Linked DNA regions of Rattus norvegicus: region 1 is linked to region 2. The links are chromatin contacts, called in public Hi-C maps. All regions are on one chromosome and are shown on one strand. The core of a region is the stretch at or near the end of the contact, and the rest is flanking DNA. Distances in the headings are between cores, read along the strand shown.

Evidence for each region. Hi-C and Micro-C count contacts between places; a contact is called where the count stands out from the background.
Region 1: a Hi-C map of Schwann cells shows a contact between it and region 2, with 7 times the contacts expected there. The contact joins the promoter of Msi2 here to the enhancer-like site in region 2. A contact is called at or near these places in 10 of 12 Hi-C or Micro-C datasets (the A7r5 cell line, Schwann cells, frontal cortex and 6 more) and 1 of 1 datasets of contacts at active chromatin or transcription factors (oligodendrocytes).

What each region holds. Positions count from the first base shown.
Region 1 is chr10:74,006,121-74,008,820 of GRCr8, reverse strand. Msi2 (musashi RNA-binding protein 2) reads left to right here and starts at 1,324. Exons shown (of 12, transcript XM_039087672.2): 1 at 1,324-1,591; 2 at 1,875-1,915; 3 at 2,248-2,329. The coding sequence starts at 1,530.
Region 2 is chr10:73,849,117-73,851,816 of GRCr8, reverse strand. The region is part of intron 6 of Msi2 (musashi RNA-binding protein 2); the gene reads left to right. Among named protein-coding and RNA genes, the nearest start is that of Msi2, 160 kb to the left of the region's middle. Within about 2 kb of position 1,431, at least 3 of the 93 cell types and tissues checked have an H3K27ac peak or open chromatin away from gene starts, as enhancers often do. A contact at or near this core is called in Schwann cells, where this site is marked.

The DNA.
Region 1 (2,700 bases), core at 75-2,574, 160 kb before region 2:
GTAATAATTTAAAACAATAAGGGTAATTGTATCCGTACTGTTTTAAATACTCCATAAATTGAATACAGCCTGAATCTGGCCATCCTAGAATATGAAGTGTGTGATTCCTCTGGAAGCTACAGACACCAATCTTTTGAAGTTTACACTTCCAGGGGCGGAAGGGAGCTTTTACTAAGTATCTATTGTGTACCAGAATCTGTGAGGTATCTAGTGGTTCCAAAACTGGGGGTAAGGTGCTTTGTTATCTCAAAGACAGGTCTTGGGAGGGCCATTTCACTCTTGGTACTTTTACTCTCTACAGAGGAAGCCCTAGTAACTTAAAACATAAATAAATAAATTAGATAACGGATGAATATGGGGGGGGGGTTCTGAAATAACCACCTAGACTAGCCACCCTTGGGATGGTCCCAAACTGCTACTCATTCTCCATGAACCTTTGCTTTGAACCCCAATCATTTGACCTTGACCCCTAAAAGCCCACTTTATTATGTTTTCAAATTGCGCTCTGAGTAATGCTCAAACCCTGTCTGGGTGCTTCCTCGCCCCCTTCTATCTATCGCGTCAGTTTCTCAAAGTTCCGAAATAACCTTCGCGGGCACGGCTCCGTACCTCTGCCGAGGAAGGGCGGGGAGCCGTGCAGGACGTGCCGGTGTGGAGCGGGAGCCAGAGAACTTGACGCGCGAAGGGAAAATAAAACTTGTGGCTGGTGTTTGTGCAGGAGGGTCTCTTCCATCCGCGAGCCCCCAGATCCCGAGGGTCTCGAGGACTGCCCTGGGAGCGCAGGGTGTGGGTGTGCTCCCGGCGTCCTTGACCTAAATTTCCGCGCTGTGGCTGGAAACCGGGGCATAGAGGCAGGGCGGGTGGCGGGTGCCACCTCCGAACCGGGCGCAGGGGCCCGCGAACTTGAATGGGTAGTGCGAACTAAGGGGGTCCGGGGGCACTGCCGCCTCCCGGCCCCGCGAACCGCCCGGGCCGAGCTCCCCGCGCCTTCCCCTCCCCCACACCCAGCCCATGTGATCTGAGCTGACTCGGGGTGCGCTTCCCGGCTCCTCGCCCGGCTGGCGTGGGCCCCCCTCGAGTCGCGGGGCTCGCGCGCCGCCCCTGGTGGGTCCCGCTGCCGCGGGGGGCCGAGTGTGTGCGCGCGCGGACAGGCGGGGGACCGAACGGGGTGCGTGACGTCACCGCATTGGTTACACGACGTTCTAGAACTCCGCCCCACGTGCGCGGGGAGGAGGGGGAGGAGGAGGAGGAGATGGGGGTGGGGAGGAGGAGGGGGAGAGGTGGGGATGGGCCGGGGGGGCGGGGACGGGGGGTGTGCGAGGCGGCGGGGCTGAGCTGAGCCGAGCCCACGTGTGACGGGCTCTCGCCGCTGGCCCGGCTCGGCGCTCGCGGAGCTTCGCAGCCGCCGGGCGGGGGGAGGAGGCGGGGGAGGAGGGACGGAGATCTGGGGCTCGGAGCCGGCCGCCGCTGCGCTCCGCTTCGCTGTGGGGCTCGGTGTGTCGGGGGTGGGGGGGCGGGGGGGCTCCGCTATGGAGGCAAATGGGAGCCCAGGCACCTCGGGCAGCGCCAACGACTCCCAGCACGACCCCGGGTAAGTTTCCAGCCGCTGCCCACCGCGCCGCCGCGGGCTCGCTCGGAGCTGTGCGGGCGACGGTGCGGAGCGGGGCATCCGCGCGCCCCCCGCGCCCCCGCGCGCACCCCTGGGGCACTCGCGCACCTTGGGGTGGCGTGGGGCCGCCACCTTCTCCCCCAGCCCACCTCCAGGCTCGCGCTCGCCCGCTCCCCCCCAGCTTTCCTTTTAGCTTTTGTAAGTTACACGTCAAAATGGCCGATCTGACATCGGTGCTCACTTCGGTTATGTTTTCTCCCTCTAGTAAAATGTTTATCGGTGGACTGAGCTGGCAGACCTCACCAGGTAAGGGAGGGAGGGGGGGACGCCTGGGTCCCCCCCTTCTTGGCTTCTTTATTGCTCTTTGTTATCCCAGTGTAAGAGCCCCCCCTCCCCGCCATTGGCTCCCCACTTCTCCTGTGCAAGGTTATTTTTTTAAATAGCAAATCCTTTCCGAGCCCTCTACGCGACCTCTGTTGCTGAATTTCCCCCGCGTGTGCAAAAATATTGCAAAAACAAAACAGAATAACAACAGAAAACTACTTTTGCTTTTTGTCCTTGATCAGAAAATTGCATTGCTTTCCCCCCCCCTCCACACCTTCTCCCACCCCCCCATCTCTCTCTTTCTCTCTCTACAGATAGCCTTAGAGACTATTTTAGCAAATTTGGAGAAATTAGAGAATGTATGGTCATGAGAGATCCCACAACGAAACGCTCCAGGTAACGCATTCCCTTCTTGATTTTGCCTTTATTTTAGAACAAAGTTTTAGTTTTATTTTTGGAGGTGTCTTCGGAAGTAGCTAAGCGGATTTAGAATGGGGCTCAGGCGCGTGGCTGGGCTGGAACGTCGCTCCCCCCTCCCATAACCCCAAAGGTTATTGTTAATTAGGGCCGAACTCTGGTTTCAGAGACGCCCATCTCTCCCGCTTGAAGTAATTTTCCTGTCGCTTCTTGTTCTCTTGTTTAAAATGACATTCAGTTCATCCACTTTTCACATAGTTTTTTTTTTTAATTTAAAAATTTGAATGTATGCCTTCTTCATACTCCCAAACTCTAAAGTCCCCTCTTTGGGAGATGAATGAATATTTTCG
Region 2 (2,700 bases), core at 182-2,681:
CCGGAGCTGGGGACCGAACCCAGGACCTTGCGCTTGCTAGGCAAGCGCTCTACCACTGAGCCAAATCCCCAACCCCTCCTCATAGCTTTTCATTGAGCATCATAGTCTACCATCTACACTGTGTTAGCACAGAGGTATATAACAGTCACTGTTTTGCATCCATGAATCATATGTGTTAGTGGAAGATTAAAGGGAAGGCATGCAGTGGGCAGCAGGTAATAAAAACCCCCAGGCCATGTGTTTGGCCGTGAAGTAAACAGAACAGCCCATGTAAGAGATGGTGTTTGGGGTCTCTCGAATGGTGGAAAGTGGACAGGAAGGCTCCCTCAGAAGCTTTGTGAAGTTCCGGGGCACAGTCCTTTTCAGCAAAGGGAGGGGGATTGAAGACCCCTGGGACGGGATGGAGCTTTCTGGTTGAAGAAGCAGAAACAGGACAGGTGTGATGAGAGCTGGGTCAGGGAAAGGTTGCAGGCAGCTCATGTGAGCAGCCTTGTGAGCAAAGGGAAGAAGTTGAATTTTAAGAACCATGGGAAGCCTCTGGAAGGCTCTCAGCAAACAAAGGACAAAGGCTGTGTTTTTAAAGGTCACCTAGCCCGAGTTCCCTGGGGATTGAGTTGGAGAGACTCAGGGCCACTAGAGGCAACCTGGCCTGAAGCCCAGCCAATCCTTGTGTTGCATCTCTCTCTCTAATCCACCGTCCTCCTCCCCTGAGTCCCTTTTGCACTTAAAGTCAATATGGCGTGTTTACCACTTAATTAGAAAATCGTTTTTACTTGTCCAAAGCCTCACCAGCCGGGGAAGCTGGGGGACATCTCTGTTTCAAAGGGAGGCCCATTGGGAATGTCCCAGGCCCTCCGTGATGAGTCATTGCTCTTCAGGTGGGAATGACTGATGGGTTTATGTTCCATGTGTGATTGTCTGAGGGGTAGGAGGAAACTCACTCTTCCTCAAAAATTCTTTGTGTCTAGGAAGTCCTGTATTTGAGTGTTATCCCAGCTATGTTTGAGGAGACACTGAAGGGTGGGTATTAGCTCCCCTCAGTACACCGGAGACTGGACGTCTGAGAGGATGTGGGTCTTGAGTAAGAGTAGAACCCAGGTCTTGGGGAGGCCATGAACTCTGCAGTTATTTCCTGTATGGTTATGCTACTGGTTCAGCTCTTGGGGTGAATGTGTGACTGGGGGAGCGGGGAATCTAACGTATGGTGAAACTGTTGAAACCAGGAGAGATTTGTAATGGATTGTGGAAGCAGGGGAGGCATCACTGTGCTCTGCAGTGGTAAAGAGCTTTGGAAGGGAATAAACATAGGCGTGGCATCTAGAGGAACCCCGGGACAAGGAACTGGCCCTCACTGAGTCTCAGTATGCTGACCCATGGGATGGGAGGAATAACAAAGGCACTGCCTTCCTGGGCCACAGCCGAGGAGTGAATGAGCGAGTTTATGAAAGGGACCCAGTCCGGGGCTCGGCACAGGAAGTGCACTCGGTAAATATTAGCCATTGTGCAGAGCACTGGGAACAGATGATACAGAACGAAGAATGCCTCATCATAAATTTCCAGGAAAACCAGTATGCTGGTGTTCTGGGTATTGGGTTCTCTGCAAAGTGTGGAACCAAACCGAACCAAAACCATGATACCCAGCCTGCAAAAGATAGGAATAGAAGCCGAGAAATTTGTTCCAGAAAGAGGAGTGTGGATATGGGCAGCCCAGGCTAACTTAGTTCAGGGCAGGGAACCAGCCAGAGAGTACAGAGGTAGAAAGTTGAGTCCAGCCTTAGAAGTAAGGCTCTGGGTTGCTGTGGGGATTCTAGAAAAGCCACTCCTCTGTAACAACTGCCAATCACTAAAGCTGAGGCAGGGCCTTTAGTGGTTGTGGCACCTGCTACCGAGCTTGGAAAAGTGACTCTGCTAAGTGTCCTCCTTCCACATGCATGCTGTGGTGTGTGTCTGCTCTCGCACTGGACACAGGCACACACAGAAATTCTTTGGAAAAATGTGATTTTGAAAAGTCCGAAGTTTTAGACCTAGAAGGATGAACTTTGAGCCCCTACCCAAAGGTTTATGGGGCTGTCATGTCACAAACATGGGCTCCGGTTTAGAAGGAAACGTTCTCCCCACCTGCTTTCTCCCTTCTCCTGGGTGGGGCTGTGGGGGCCTCCAGCCACCTGCTTCTCCCCAGCTCGGAGCCATTTGACACCAGGACACCAGAGAGGCTTGCAGCCTGGAGACTGCTGTGCACATTGCTGATGAGTCTTCCAAGTGGAATGAGAGACTTGTGTGGCAGGTGACATGTGCCCTGAGCCTCAGCAGACTGTTGCCCACCCACACCCCACAGGGTGGGGTTTGGAATTTCTTGGGAGTGTCTTTGCCAGTTGGTGATACATACTTTTGGGCAGTAACCCAACTTTCGAAGTTTTGTTATTTCCCATCCTGGTTCATTGCAGTTTTACTGTTTTTGTTTTTGTTTTTTTTGTTTTTGTTTTTGTTTTTTGGGGTTTTTTTTGTTTTTGTTTTGTTTTGTTCTTTAAATCATATTGTATCTTTGTAAGACACTTCCAATTCCTTTGGGACAAAGTGAGGCAAAAATAAACCAATGAAGGCACTTGCTTTTCCTTGCACCTCACCCTCACAGATGACTCTGCGAGCCAGACCTCGTGGATGGCAGTAGACTGAAAGTCACAGCTGCTCTCTGGGAGGAGC